2 separate regions of the Mus musculus genome follow, and region 1 is linked to region 2. Evidence: chromatin contacts called from public Hi-C data. All regions are on one chromosome and are shown on one strand. Each heading gives the region's core, a stretch centred on a gene start, on an enhancer-like site or on the middle of the called end of the contact. The rest is flanking DNA. Distances are from core to core; before and after follow the strand shown. Region 1 overlaps Thrb (thyroid hormone receptor beta). Region 2 overlaps Thrb (thyroid hormone receptor beta).

The links. A called contact is a pair of places that touch in the nucleus more often than the background predicts.
Region 1: a contact with region 2 is called in a Hi-C map of liver, with 2.0 times the contacts expected there. The contact joins two enhancer-like sites. A contact is called at or near these places in 3 of 484 Hi-C or Micro-C datasets (liver and nephron progenitors), 3 of 115 datasets of contacts at active chromatin or transcription factors (embryonic stem cells, hepatocytes and kidney) and 1 of 9 other capture datasets (embryonic stem cells).

The regions. Positions count from the first base shown.
Region 1 is chr14:17,899,565-17,907,273 of GRCm38.p6, forward strand. All of the region lies in intron 2 of Thrb (thyroid hormone receptor beta), which reads left to right. Among named protein-coding and RNA genes, the nearest start is that of Thrb, 240 kb to the left of the region's middle. Within about 2 kb of position 3,112, at least 20 of the 459 cell types and tissues checked have an H3K27ac peak or open chromatin away from gene starts, as enhancers often do. A contact at or near this core is called in hepatocytes and liver, where this site is marked.
Region 2 is chr14:17,693,635-17,701,515 of GRCm38.p6, forward strand. All of the region lies in intron 1 of Thrb (thyroid hormone receptor beta), which reads left to right. Among named protein-coding and RNA genes, the nearest start is that of Thrb, 37 kb to the left of the region's middle. Within about 2 kb of position 4,782, at least 14 of the 459 cell types and tissues checked have an H3K27ac peak or open chromatin away from gene starts, as enhancers often do. A contact at or near this core is called in hepatocytes and liver, where this site is marked.

The sequences.
Region 1 (7,709 bases), core at 1,862-4,361, 200 kb after region 2:
TATTTCTAGCAGTTTTCTAAGTTTTGTCTTAGATTTCATAATGTAGTGGACATACATTAACCCTGATTACTGAAGCACATAAGCACAACAAACATACATAGAGGTGTCCTTACTAGCTTTAACCGCAGAGCATAACATTTCGAGTAATTTTTTTTTTTCCTCATAAACTTAAGGTCTAAATTTGTATGATTTCTGGTGAATTGCTTAAGAACCTCATTCATATGATTTCTGGTGAACTGTTTAGTATAAGGTATTGCAACATTTCATAAACTGTCATTGTTTGTAAAAAGTATTTCATTATTTTGGTCAATGCCCTTTGACTTTTTTCACAGAGTTCTGGGTAGCACCGTGCTTCAGGGTACAAACTCTGGCATCAGAAAAACAGAGATATTTCCCAAGAAGACCAGATCATAGCCAGCTTGGCCTCTGCTTGGCCTCCAAACATAATACTCCTCTCCTAGTCTTCTCCGGTCTTCTCGAAGCCTTCTCGCATCCACAGGGGACTGTTCCCATTAGCTTCCTCCTCAGATGGCCCTTGTCTCTGTGACTGCTTTCCTCATATCACTCCTGAAGAGCATGGCACCATTAACCATATAACCTGGGTTTAAGTCAGCACCTACCTGGCTCCTCCACCTGCCTGCAACTCTGGGCCTCCGCCATGAGAGGTTCTGCCCTCTATGGACTTTGGGAATATTGCCAATCAAGGGACACAATCTGGTTTCTCTTTGTGTGAAGTATTCTGACAGAGTCTTTCGGGTAGCACATTAATCTACCCAGAAGGGAAATTCCTGCAGGAGGAGTAGAGAAATGATGTGAAGCTTGAGGAATAGTGGAATGCATAAATGGAGACCCAAGAAAGAACATGTCTGCCCCTATGTGGGGTGACCCAATAAAGAAAGAGCAGGTGAAAACTGATGAGTCAGGAAGGGAAAGGGAGCTTTGCTGGCCCCTGCCCCAGAGAGAGAGAGCTTAGGACCCGGACACACTGCAGAGGTATGCCAGAGCACAAAGCCACACCACCTGCCATACTGGCTCTAGACACATTCCAAGCTGGCAGCCTAGGCAGCAGAAGGGAGTGTGAATGGTGTAACAGACGCTGCCCATTCAGAAATTCTGGAGTTTTGGGCCCGCCATCTGTTTTAACTCATTAGTGTACAGATAAATCTAAGAACCCCTTGCCCCATGATAGCAATATATAGGGTGCTCATGCTGTTAGTAGATAGTATGGAGAATTCTGTTCTGGTTACATCCATCTTCTCAGTGAATAAAAGCAGACACTCACAGGTTCCAGCAGTAGATATGGAGATGGTAACCAGAAACTAGGAACAACTGGAGATTTGAGGAAAGAGAATGCTTATATGAAAATGACAGATAAACAGTCCACACTGAAAGATGGCTTGTGAGAAAGCCAGTGAGGAGTATATGAACGAAATGACTAAGATCTTGAAATGTAAGCTTTATGAAGAAACATGCCTTTCTCCAAAATGCCTTGTCCTCTTTCTCAAAGCAAGCTCATCTATCTATCATTGATGCTCCAAGTCCCCTGGTCCTTGGTCACAGTCTTGCCATTGACACAGCACAATTCACGTGTCCCAGATGCAACACATAGCAAGAACTGCCAAGCTAGTTGGATGGTAACCGAGTTAGCAGGAGTCAGAGTCTGTACTCACACAGGGTTTCAAAAACTAAACCAAAGACAAATCAAAACAAATCTTTTTTCTCTTCTCCTAGTGACCAAGTTTTCTTATTTGGGCAAACTTTCTGGAAAAAAGGGACCATAATCTATCCCATTTATATGAAATGACCAGCATGTTTTAGTTGCTTGGAACTGAGAACCAGGGTGAGAATAGCTGGGTGATGCAGTTGCTTTCTGAGGTAATACATTCCAAACTTGACCACTGTCCTGATCATATAAGCCTGTGTACCAAGCTCCTTTGAATTGTTGATTCTAGATGGGGAGGTAGTAGAATTCTATCTCAGTAAAGCTAAGTTTTTAAAACTTAATCACCCAAAAATCCAATGAATAAATTGTTCAAGCCTATAACTGGATTTCCTACACCTATCAAGTAAACAGAACTCACCCTCTCTTCCTTCATTCCTTTCTGTTTTTCTTTCTTTCTTTTTTTTTTTTCAAGACCGGGTCTCTCTGCATAGCCCTGGCTGTCCTGGAACTCATGCCGTACACCAAGCCTCTGACTCCCAAACTAAAGGAGTAAAGGTATTCAACACCATACCAGGCTAAAACAGCTCTCTTTAAATGCTATGAGATTTCAAAAAAAAAAAAAAAAATCCAAACAAAGAAAGTTCTAGATTCTGACACTTAAAAATTAAAAAAAACAAAAAACAAAAAACAAAAAACAAAAAAACAACTTTTTGTTTTCCAAGAACGAAAGGAAGGAAGAGGGAAAGAGACACAGAGAGAGGAAGGGAAGAAGCCACTGCCCACTCTGCACAGCCCTTTTGGAAAACTTCAGGTTGAATTCCAAATCTAACTCTGTTCCTTAAAGCTGGTTCTTTCTGGTCCTCCAAAGCTAATGTCCTGGAAGCACAGCAAGGTCTTCCTCTTTCCTAAGGGAGGCCTATGCTGAGAGAAACACCCGTCTGCTTCCATCTCCTCTCTTGGCAGCCCTGTTTGCTATGTGTTGTTTTTCCTTCTAGTTTCTGGACCCAGTTTAGGGAAGCATGCTCTCAGATGCCGCAGCTGAGATGCAGCTTGTCTGGGATGAGTACTGGTGCTCCCTAGTCATGTTCCTGGTGACTCAAGTGCCTGGGAGATCAAGCATCTAATCCAGCTTGTCTTGTTACCGGAAGAGTTCTAAGGCATGGTGTCACACCTTGTAGCAACAGGAGGGTACGCTGTCAAGACCAGCTACCCTGACAGTTACATTTTAAGCTCCTGGGACAGTTACTCACACTCGTTGGGCAATATAAAGAAGGCATCCAGAAGCTGTGTAAGCTTCTCCACTAATGGCTCTGTGACCTTGGGCAAGCCATTTCGTTTTCCATTTCCCTGTCTAAAAATAAGCTGAATCAAGCAATCTCTGGGGTTCCTTCCAACTCTGAACTGCAAAGAAGGCTTTGAGCTTGGGAGAAGTGAAAGGCTATCACCCCAGAGTGACCTAGGTTTGCTAGAGTCATCTCCATCTACTTCTTTGGCCTCCAAAGGCCTGAGTTGCCTCCTGTTCAATAAAACAATGGGCTTACTGCCAGCCTAGGTCCAACCTCTAGAGTGCTGCACTCAGAACCACCATGGGCTCTCTGTGGTTGGACCAACCCCCACTCAAGATATGCAGGAGCCTGGTGGCCCTGCATAGGACAGGTACAATTATCTGTGTGATTCAGAGCTCAAAGCTGCTCTGACCTTCCAGTGAGGGTCTCCATTATAGCCAAGGTGCACTTAGGGTAGCTTGTCTAGTTGAACTGTTAGCTGCCAGAGAACCCGGGCTGGAAATCAGCTTTCTTGTTTGTTCCTTCCCTTCCTCCCTTCTCATTCCCCTAAGTTTATTTTGGTTTGGAAGTCCAGCTTACCCAGGGGAATGCAGACCTTTCTTCCTTTTCCTGTGTCTGTGCCTCAGCTTGGCTTGGCCCACCTACCCCAGCTCTCAGGCGTCACTAGCGTGGCTAGCTTCCCTTTTAGAATTTTCCCTTGTGCCCCAAGGTTTACAGGGTCCAGCCTTGGCCCCAGCTCTTCCTCTCCCTCTGCTCTGCTCAGAGGTACCAATCTCCAGCCCAGTGTGATCCAATGAGCACAAAGAAAGCATTCTGATTCATGGAACCAATGTAAGATTCTGACTCACTGCCCAAGGCTTTGGACAGATCTGCTGGCATGGGGGAATGTTGCTAGACCCAAGTTAATATGCTTAATGGATCATCAGCCTTGACCTACAGGATTACTAGGTGTCTCTGTTAAATGCATTCTTCTGGTTTCTGTAATGCAGCTACAGATACCAGGGTCCTCTGTACACCTGACAGTCCTCCCTACGGCTACCAAATAGCCTCATATACCCCTTTAAAACTCAAATACCTCACAGAACCTACTCATGACTGAACCCTCTCCTTCATCTGCAGTGGGAGAGTCAGCCCTTTTCCTATACTCCAAACCGTCTCCTCCATATGGGGTCTCTTCCAAGGACCTCTTCCCAGGATCTCTTCCTCCCTCCTCTTTAAAGGAAAATTATATATATATAATGAAAGAATATGTGTGAGTATATGAATGATGAATATATATTATAAACATATAATTTTCTCTTTAAAAGTATGTATGTGTGAATAGACACGCATGTATACATATCATCCTTTTCACTGTCTCTTAAAACCCTCCAAGTGAGTCTTCCATTAGGGTTTACTTTGTTTGGATGCTTTTAAAGTTCATCTCTTACTGAACTTTCATTTGCTTCACGATGACATTTGCACACATGCATGTGCTGTGCTTTGACAGGGTTTACCCTCCCTCGTGCCCTATTCTGTGCCTTCCCTTCTCCTGTTTTCTCTGTGACCCTTCCACAATGCTGGTACTCTTACTCATTTTTCTTCCATATCTGAAGGAAAACACTTGTCTTTGTGTGGTTGGTATGTTCCTACAACATGATGGTCTCTTGTTCCTGCTATCCTGCAAACAACATGATTTTATTCTTCATAGCAGAGTAGAAGTCCACTGTAAATTTCAAAACACATCTCCTGCATCAGACCCCCAGCTTCCACTCCCCACCCCACCCCAACATGTCTGTCTCCTCATCCCCCACTGACTCTGACATGATCCATCCAACAACCAAGTAACACTTGTTAAAGTCATGGAGGCCCTGTGACCATCTTCTGACTTCTTACCAGAGTCAATACCCAAGTCACTCCTTCCTGTCACAAGCACCTCCCCTAGCGTCTGTGCTTTAAATCCTTAGGCCCCAGTACTCTGTTCCCCTAGACACGTCCATGCACATATGTCCTTCCTTAGCAGCTCACTTTTTCTTTTCTTCCCTTTTACTAAGCATAGGTTTTCTCATACAGTATACTCTGATTACAGTTTCCCTTTCCTCTGCTCCTTCCAGGTCCTCCCCACCTTCCCTTCCATCTAGGTGTACTCCCTGAGCTCTGGGAAGAGAGATTGGATGTCCACATTCAATTTAGATGTCCTTGGAGGTTAGAAAGTGGTATCAGATACCCTGGAGCTGGTCCTGGAGGCAGTTGGGAGCCACCTGGTGGCACTGGGAACCAACTTCAGTCCTCTGCAAGATCAGAATGCACGCTCAACCACTGAGCCAGCCTCCAGAGTGACTTCTGAAGGTTAGATGTAATCATTCTTACTTCTTTTGCACATACCTTCAACTTACCCATAAATATAAAATCCTGCCTTGTGCAGCAAGTGGATCATGCTGTTATTGTTCCATGGAGACTCACACCTATCATGGAATGCTTTCTGCCTCCCCTGAGAGGCCTTAATACCCCCAGCTGCAAGGCAGTCAGGCAGCCAGGCAGCCAGGTAGCCAGGTACTCACAGCCTGTGTCTGAGAGTCCCTACCTGGCCTTGCTCTGATGTGCTGCAGCAGCCCAGCTCCTCGGAGGCCACAGCCTCTGATTATCAGACCAGCACTTTGTGGTCCAGGCTCCCTGTGTCATAGAGTCTAGGCTTGGGACTTACCTTCTTAGACTTTCTGCCCAGGCTGCTCATACCTGCCCTTCAATCTCATCCTGATCTTGGCCCTTGGGGACTCACACCCCACTCACCACTTCTCGTCAAATCCCACATCTTGGTATTTGCTCTACAGCACTTAACATAACTGTAATTCTACATTGACAAGCAAATTAGTTTGATTGGTGTCTGGTCTTTTCTGTAAGTATAGATAATGTATTACTTTTCTTTTACCCTACACATCTAGTTCCTAGCACACAATAATTGATCAGTAGCCCTACAAAAAGAGTTCACTGCTGTGTTACCTTTCTTGGGGAGTCTATTATACACAGGCCATGCGGCAAATAGCAGAAGACTAAAGTAATTATTGCATCCAACTCCAGCGTGGTGAGCCAGTGATTTTACTGGAGTCACTTACAGAACCATGGATAAGGGTTACCTCCATGAGCATGCATGAGAAGAATCCTACAGTAATGAGGGTTACTCCAGGAGAGTGGGAGGAGTTAGTTATCTATCTACTCAGTTAGAACATGAGTGATAAGAGGGAAGTTACCCGTGGGGGTAGAGCAGGAATAAGAGTCACCTCCAGAATAGGGAGAGTTATCAGTGTGGGGGAGGATGTTTTAGTGCCTGCATCACAGAAAGGCCCACATGAGTGACAGCTCACAAAAGCTTTATCATTGTGACTCTTCCACCAGACAGCTTCCTCTTCCCTAGCACCTGTGGTGTCACCTCAAGGAAGGGCATCTGGGTCTATTTTGTAAGTCTCATGAGCCCACCCTTCTCCCGCAAGAAGGAGTGCTTCAATCCAGGGGAAACGACTATACAAAACAGGCATAAAGAGAGAGAGAAGGGCGTAATGGAAGGATGTGGTTATGGCGCACTTGATCTAAGATAATGTACTTCAGCTCAAGTACAAGATTTACTGATTGAATGAACATAATGCACATTTTCCCATTAAAAAAGAACGAGAGAGATTTAAGGATTTAATCACATGAATCAGTTAAAGTATTTTATCCTCAGAAAACAAAACAAAACAAAAAATAATAAAGATGTGTTTACTTTATACCATATCCCTGGACTCTATTTCTATAGGAATATTATAATGATGATAAAACCAAGTGTGATGTGTGTTTCCTGAGAGCACAAGTGCTTCTGAAATCCAGACTGGTGGCTTGTGCTTCGTTCTGTGGTTAGGGAGGAAACCCAAGGGGACACCTGCTTATGGAGGACTCAGCCTTCCTCTTCCACATGACTACTGTCATTAGCATCCCCTCCCATCCCCAGGAACTCAGCTATTGATCAAAGGAGAATCAAGGTAATGCATGTGCCAGTTGTGTTTGGAACAAAGTCTTTGTTTGGACACACAGGCATGCCAACTCTCCCTAGAAAGAAATGTCTTAGTGCATTCAGTCAGCTCCAAAGAACTGAGCCCTTTCCAAGGAGAAAAGAGTAGAAAGAAAAGGAGGGAAAGAAAGGAGAGGGTAGAAGGAAGTCAGTCAGATAGACAGACAGACAGGCGTAACCTTGATAAGCAGACCTGTAGTGCTACAAGCCTCCCCTACATTCTAGCATGCTGGGACACACATGTTGCCTCTCAGGCGCTGATGCTCAACAGTCCCTGGAAGGACTCGTTGTTACTTCCCTGATTCTAAACATGGACAGGTCCTCTTCTGGGAGAGTCTTCAGGGATAGCAGTATATTATCAAGCACATCTTCATCCTTGTGAAGGTACATTTGATTTTTAGCAAGAATCCAAATGCCGTGAAGAACCAAATCTAGTAAATGCACTCAGGATTCAAACAAAGTTTAAATCAAGATGACCCACTCTCTGACGTGGTGAGAAAAAGAAGCGACTTTGAGAGCAGACCATCTGGTTCTTCAAGAAGAGTTCCAGGAACGTGTGAAGAAATGGAAAATATCCCCAGCTTCCTAGGATGGCAGGGCTTGCACATTCTGCTGTGTTTGTTTAAAAACCCAGTCTCTTTTCTTTAGAGATTTGAGCTGGCCATCCACTAAACCAGCTTAGGCTGGCAGGGTGTGTTTGATTTGGCCAATGTAGTGGTTTTATTTTAAAACTGAATTA
Region 2 (7,881 bases), core at 3,532-6,031:
GAGTGCTGACCACAATGGTGCCAGATCTTTCTACATTAGTGACTTACACACACACACATGCACACACAAATATGTCCACAGTTTGACCAGTTACAAAAGCCCCACATTGAGACTCCCTCCCATAGGTGACTTTAGCTGACAAGCACAGGCACTTTGCCTACTTTAAATTTTCATTTGTATTTTTGTTACTAATCTCTTCATGCATTTGTGATGCATCTTTGGTCAGATGTATCATTTGCGGTTTTCTCTCTTTTTATATTTTATTCTTGAAAGATTTTGATTCCCTTTTATTATTTTAAGTAGATGGATTGTGCAAAACAAGGACCATTAAAAAGCAGAAGCAGGGGTCTCTCTTTCTTCTTAAGATAGCTGTGGCTCAGCAGAACAATGTATAAGTTATGGTTCAGTTGTTTGATAATAAGCACTTCAGCATCAATTAAAAAGGCAATTCTCACATTATGAAGATATCAGTCAGATACATGCTTACATGAAGCATATCAAATGTTTGTGGAGTATTAATATTAATAAGAACAGTGGAGACATACATGGTCATACTAATGGGGGTGACAGTCATGATCCACAAAATATTATTAAAATCTACATAGATGAGCTCATTAGCTTTTGTTGTCAACTTGGCAGAATCTAGACTCATTTGGGAAGGAAGTCTTGGTGAGGAATTGCCTAGTTCAGGTTGACTTATGGGTATTTGGGGGTGGCTGTTCGTGGTTCAGCCTTATTTTAGGGCCTGGGTTATGTAAGCTCAGAGAATTCCAGCAGGGCACTAAGCATGCACGCATTCCTTCCTCTCTTCTCTTCACATTGGGTATGAAGTAAGTATGTGCTTAACAGTCCAGACACTGTGACTTCCTCACAGTGATGGACTGGACTATAGCCTGGAACTGAGCCCAAAGTCATGGCTCCCTTAAGATGCTTTCTATCAGGGTGTTTTGTCACAGAGAAATAAAGCTAGGTCAGTATGTTAGGCAGCTTCCATCATTCTTTAGGGATTTTTGATCGCCTCCTTCTTTGTGTTTCCAAATGCTGAATCTTTTATTTCACAATATTTCTTCACTGGTTTAGCCCCCCCCCCCCACACACACACACACACACAGAGCCACACACCTTTTCACCATGGACAATGTTCTGAGGATTGACTTATCAGATGTTCTTGCAAATATCAGAGAATGTTCTGAAGATGTCTGCATGTCACTGGATGATAGCTCAAGATTGGCTCTGATCATATGGCCTGTTGTGTGTGCATGTACATTCATTCTCTCTCTCTCTCTCTCTCTCTCTCTCTCTCTCTCTCTCTCTCTCTCTCTCTCTCTCCATAGTCAATGATGCTGATATTTTCATTGGTCTCTTGAGATAGTGTTAGAAGTCTTCAGTTGTCACTGTTCCCTCACTGAACATCACTGATCACTGATCATTGCACTGCCAATAGTCCAGATTCTATGGTAAGGAGCTAGAAGTTTGACGGTGGATGAAACAAATCTCCACAACAACAACAATAATAAATTGTAAAGTGAAAGTACAAGTTAACATGACAACGTTTTGGTTGCTGTGAAGGGAAAGAGTGAAAGGATGCTAACCAGAATAATGGAGAGCCAACTTTAAATTGGCCTGGAGGAAACAAAGGGTAGATAAGGTGGCTTAGATGGTGTCTTCAACAGGAGATGAAGAACACTGCATCTAGGAACAAATGTCATGAAAAGGCGTTGAGGCAGGGAAGAACTAGATAGACTTAAAGGGTAACAATTAATGGGGAATGAAATGCTATTGGAGGTGGAAATGCGGAGTAGCTGAAATCTGAGAGGGAAGCACAGAAGCTCACAGGCCACCTGGGAGACTGTGGATCCTGTTCAGAAAGTGGTTAAATGATTTTGAGGATCGTGGTAGCGGAAATACCATACTTTGACTAGACTTTGAGAAGGTCAGATTGGCTATTTCATCAATATTCTATGACTGTGAGGTAGTAACAGATGACAACCTAGGGGCTCTTCTAAGAGTGACAGAAATGATGAGCTGGCAGTGAACAACCAGTGGGATTGGGAAACAGTGATCTAGTTACAAGTGTGTGTTCAAAGGGGCAAAGTTAAAATATTAACTCTCTTCTTCCCAGCTACTTAGCCGTGGGCAAATTAGTTTCCCAAGGTCACCATGGCATTAGTAGTAATCCAGTATAAATAGGATCCTCTTGTGGAATTAATATGGAAATGGGAGTTAGTGTTATGCAAGTGTTCTCGGGTCCCTGACACACCCCAAATGCCCTCATTAAGTAGAGCTGCTTATTTGCTATTTTCACCTCTTATGTGGACAGGTACTGGGGATCCTCTGCTTGGGGAAGAGGAAGGACACAGTGATTAAGATTCCAGGACTAGGTATTTGGTGGTTCCAGTTCCAATGGTAGAGAAATGTGGAGAGAAGAGTTGGAGGAAGAGATTCAATTAGTATAAGCTCTCCAAGTGGATATGTCAGGTAGCTGGGATCTGAAGGTCTGAGTCATATCCCAGACCAGAGACAGAACAAACCAAAGCACAGTGGATCCATTTGCAATAAAAGAGTCAGTATTTAGAATCCCCCTCACCCCAGGTGGTGAAACAATGTAAGAGCCTACCTTTGTCAGAGGGGAGGTAGATGCAGTTATATATTGTTACCACACAGACCTTTGAACCATTCTCTGTTTACTACTTGAACGGCTACAACTAGTCTACATGTGGATGTCGGAGGCTGAGACCCGAGAGGAAGAAGCAAGGGCCAATCCTCTGTTGGTGCTTGAAGGCTGGCTGCAGTGCTGTGCTGGTTCCTAGGCAGAGGGGAGTGGGAACACCTCTCTTTCAAATGTCTGCTGCCTCTGTAGTGTTTCTCTTCTGTTGTCATGATAAAAACACCCTGACAGAAAGAGACATAAAGGGGGGGGGGGGTATTTGACTTACAATTCTAGGTCACAGTTCATTATTTTGGAGAAAATAAGGCAGGAACTCAAGACGCTAGTCAGATCACATCCACACTCAAAAGCAAATGGAAAAATAAATGTATCCCTGCTTACTGCCCATACTCTTCCAGAGTCCAGAGTCCCTGCCTAGTGCCTGTGCACAATGGGCTGGGTCTTTATTTCCAGGTCAATTACCAATCAAGACAATCCCCACAGAAATGGCCACAGACAAACCTGATTTCTAAACTGAGACTTTATTCCTAGTTGATTCTAGATTTCAACAAGTTTACATTGACAACTAACCATCACAAGTAGACATTTCTTATAGGTAAAGAGCAGAAATGATACCTGTAAGCTGCGTAGGCCACTGCCTGGAAGCTCATGCTGAGACCTTTTCCGCAGCAAGACTCCCCCTGCCATTCCTATCTCAGCTGCACACATCTCCAGCACCCTCCCAGCACCCTGCCTACCTCCACTGGGAGAGGACAATGGGAAGATAAGAAAGGCAGTAAGAGACTTAAGGACCAGGTTGAGGGTAGTGAGAACATACTGGATACAAACTCTGAGGGAGTCCCAAGTGAGTAAGTAATTAAGACAAATATTTCAATGCATTCTTTTAAAAACTGAAACCAAAGTACAAGAGATCCATGACAATGGAATACTTATTTTTAATGAAGTCAGAATTGGTCTTTGCCAATCTACCCTGACCTCAAGCTCAGTTACTTAGTGGAACACTGAGATCTGGCCCCCAAGTTACCTCATTTTTCTCAGAGTCAATACTTGTCATCAGCCCTACATAATTCAGGCATTTCTAGATGTTAAGTACTCCAGAATGTGACCTAATCCCAGGGTTCTGGGTACACTGAGCTTGGGGCTTGAGGGTTTGGTCAACCCACTTAAAACAAAGTTCCCAGCTTTCCCCACCTTCATAAACCTGGAACTGTTGTACAAGTACCAAATGAAGCTGGTATTTAAAAGTCTGTTTCAGATTCAGGTGCTGGAGTCTGACACCCCTTACCAACTCGCAGAGAGTTTCATATGCAGCAGGGACAGAGAGCCCAGCACAGCCATTCTGAGTGAGAGCTGATTGCTCTGCATGAGCCTGTAAGCTGCCAATGAGACTCTCTGGTCACGAGAGAGAAGACGAGCAGAGGTCTCCGTATCCCCAGAGCTGCCTTAAGGTTTTCACTTAGAAAGCTAAAGGTAGGTCAGGTGGCTCCTGGCTTTGGCTCCTTCACCCCAAAGTAAATTTTTTTCCAGTAGAAACTACAGGGAAGTTTAAACATTGTGAGCAGGTGGATACTGAACACTCAAGTGGCAGCTGTCTCTCCATCGGTCAGATTTGTCTTGAAGATATTCCTTAGGGTCATGGAATACCACATAATTTTTAATTATGCTATTTGGATATGTTTTAATTAAAGAAGAAAATTGTCCTAATCTTAAGAGTATTTTGACATGTTCATTTGCACTCCTGGATAACTGGCCTCTGGGAACGGAGTAACCTAGTTTGGTCCTAAGCTGCCGCCACCAGGCATGACTGCTGTTATTGTCACTTTAAGATTGCAACATTGGTTTGGTGACCTTCATACCAGTCCACTGTAGAAACCTTAATCTCTCTTCGAGGGGAGGGCGGGGGGGGAAGTATGCCTGACAAAGATTGTCCTGTTGTTTGTTTGGGTTTTTGTTTTTTGTTTTTTGTTTTTTGTTTTGTTTTTTAAAAAACAAAAAGCAAACAAATTAAAAAAAAAAACAAAACAAAACGGTTTTCCATTTACCTGCACTTCAGAACACCTGGTTTAATTTGTCCAGGAGGATAAAGTTCACTATTGCACAACTCAGAAACTTACTTTCGAGTTTTTAGAGAAAATGAACAGAAGTGTCATACAGTGTACGTGGTGCAAGCCCTTGTCAATACATAGGTTGGGTCATTTTAAAGAGGAAAGTAGGGCATTTTACACATAACCTAGAACGTGTACCTAAAGGTACAGAGGGGCGAGGGCATCATTGTTCACCAGAATTATCTCCCAGACTTTGCCACTCATATCTGAATGCAGGACCACATCAGGACAAATAAGCTTTAAGGAGGTTTGCTGGTGTAAATACAAGTTCTGTTGTAATCCAGCAGGCCTATTACCCGGCCTTCTACAGGAACTCAGTACTTTATCCTTACTTCCCTTGAATTAATACTAATAATTTCCAGCTTATGAATATGTATCTAGTATCAGAGCTGTGCTTATGTAGTGGACCTCTGAGTCTGGACATGTGTGGGTGTGTGTACACGTATGTGTATGTGGACCACAGAAGCAGATATCAGGGGTCTTCCTCAATCACTCCTCATCTTAGTTTTTGAGATGAGGGTTCTCACTGAAACTGAAACTCAGCAATGTGGCTAGGCTAACTATCTAGAAAGCCTTACGGATCCCCTAGTCTGTGCTTTCCCAGTTTTCCTGTTGTGGAAGGGAGTGTGTGTGTGTGTGTGTGTGTGTGTGTGTGTGTGTGTGTGTTGTTTAAAGAATTAAGGTAAATTTTTAAACGGAAAAATATTGAAATCAAATTATGTCATTCTACTTGAAGGGATCTAATTCCCTTTCCCTCATCATTATAATTCATTACTAAGATTAATATTTGTGCAGAAAAATCTTGCCAGTGTATTGTTTTGTTTGAGTTAAGCTTTCCCTACAGGCCAAGTGTTTAGCTAAAAGATAAAATCAATATTCTTTAGATTGAGTCCATTAATTTGAAATGCCTTTGCACGTCTTCCAAAAACCTTTTGCCCAGATATGATGTCTGTAGACAAATATCTGCATAAAAAACTGATACTGACTCGGTTTTTGAGAAAGTTAAATATCCCACTGCAAGTTGGGGTTGTGGGACTAAACAATGGTCTATTACCAAGCAGGAAAAGTAAGTTAGGTTCTTTCTCAATGAGTTTAAGTTTGGCCCTGCAATCTGTCCTTGGGGTGGTCTCCAGCTTGGGACACTTGCATGGTCCTAGAGCTTTGTTGTCAAAATGCCAATTTCTGACAAATGTCAGGTAGATCTTGCTGGGAATTTTTTGCGTGGTATACTGCATTTCTAAGCCCACTGCCCTGGTTTCAGAAATGGGCCCTGCATATGGGAAGCCACAAAAGTGGCTGAGAGCAGATTTAATGAATGAAGACTCATTGCATGCTTTGTTCTGTGCCAGCTCAAACAGCTTGCTTAGCAGTCATGGTGACATCTACATGATTTCCAGCTCCATTTTCTTCTTTCTTTGCTTTGGGGACCAATTATATAGCCACCTTCTTGTACTTCTGTGACCTTCTTTTACTTCCTAGCACTCAAATCAAGAACTAACTCTGCCCCTGCCTCTGTTCTGACCACCTACTCTCTGCCTTCCTCCATCTCTTTTACGGCTGTCTTTGGGGTTATCCTCAATGCTTATTCTCTGGAATCTGAGCTCACACCTCCCTCCACACCTGTGTGGTCCCTCCTGTCACCCATTTCACCTGGTACACACTGTCCTTTGTTGTCATCTGCTGGTCTGCCTTCTCCTCTCTCTCCAAAGCCAGCAAGCAGTTGTCCTTTCTTCTCAGAAACAAATTTTCTGGATTCCAAAACTTTCTGTCTCTTGACCATTTTAATGTGCATTTTTGCCATTCAGTCTGTGCTTCCTGCAAACCTTTAAAGACCAAAGTGTTTATTTTCCTGTGTACTTTGTAAATTCCTGGCAAATTCTTGGGGGTTGTGCCTCAGTTTTGGAAATGTTGTCTTGGACCTAGTCCTGTCAGGTGAGAGACAGACCAGCCATCTTAATGAAGAGCTGAACATTGAGATTGCCCTCTGTAGAGAGCACTGCCTGTTATCTTTGTACTTCACCTTTGCTCACTATTAGCAACAAGCTGTAAAAACGCCCTTATCATTGCCCAAGGAGAGCATTCCGTTACATCTGTTGTACATTGCATTCATTCCCACTGGCGGTGGACACCATTGATGTTATTACTATTATTATATTGGGTGCCATTATTGTCTTTCTCAGTTAAGCAGACTCCATTTTTTCAAAGAAAAGGGTTTTTCCAAGATTTTTCTTCAGGCCTGGGGACTGAACCTGGAGCTGCAAGTACACCATGTCAGCACTTTATCACCGAGCTCTGTCCCCAGGTCTTTTGAATTTCCTTATTTGTAGTAAGAGCTCCTAAGTTACTTAAGTTAGTCTTAAACTTGCTGTACCACCCAGATTGGCTTTAAACTGCCTATTCTTCTGCCTGGTCCCTGGAATGCTAAGATGATGTGTGAGCACCACCACACATTGAGGGCTTGATCTTTATGCTCATTATCCAGATGTTTGCACATATCAGGTTATATTCTTCCCTTTAGTGGTAAATCACAAGTGAAAACTGAGAGACGTTAAGAGACTCTTGGTACTCCTGTGTTTAAACAAGCTGATGACGGCTTTCAGGGAAGACTCAGAGCTCTCAAAATGCTCAGATGACAAGCTCTGTAAAGCCCCTTCTGGATGATGGTGGAAAATGCTTTCTTTCCTTGCAGCCTGTGGTCATTGGCTTGGCTCTGAGGAGTCTCTCCTTTCTTTTTCATTTATAAATCCCTGGGATGACCTCAGTTGACCTAAGTAACTCAAGATGACTCTTCACCTGGACATCTTGCCTGATTCGTATCTATGGTCCTTTGTTATGGACCACTTATAAATTAAGGATAAGGAATATGACTATATCTAAAAAATCATTTTCATACACCCACACACATGCAAGAATTCAAAGGTTTAGATTTTTAAACCAGGTGTACTGGCCTGCACTTATAATCACAACTATTTAGAAGAGTAAGGTAGAAAGATTGGTAGTCCAAACTCACAGTAGACTACAGATGGAGATCAGGCCAACCTAGACACTTTAGTGAAACCCTTTCTCAAAATAATATAAAAAATGGGGTTGTCAACATGACTGAGCAGG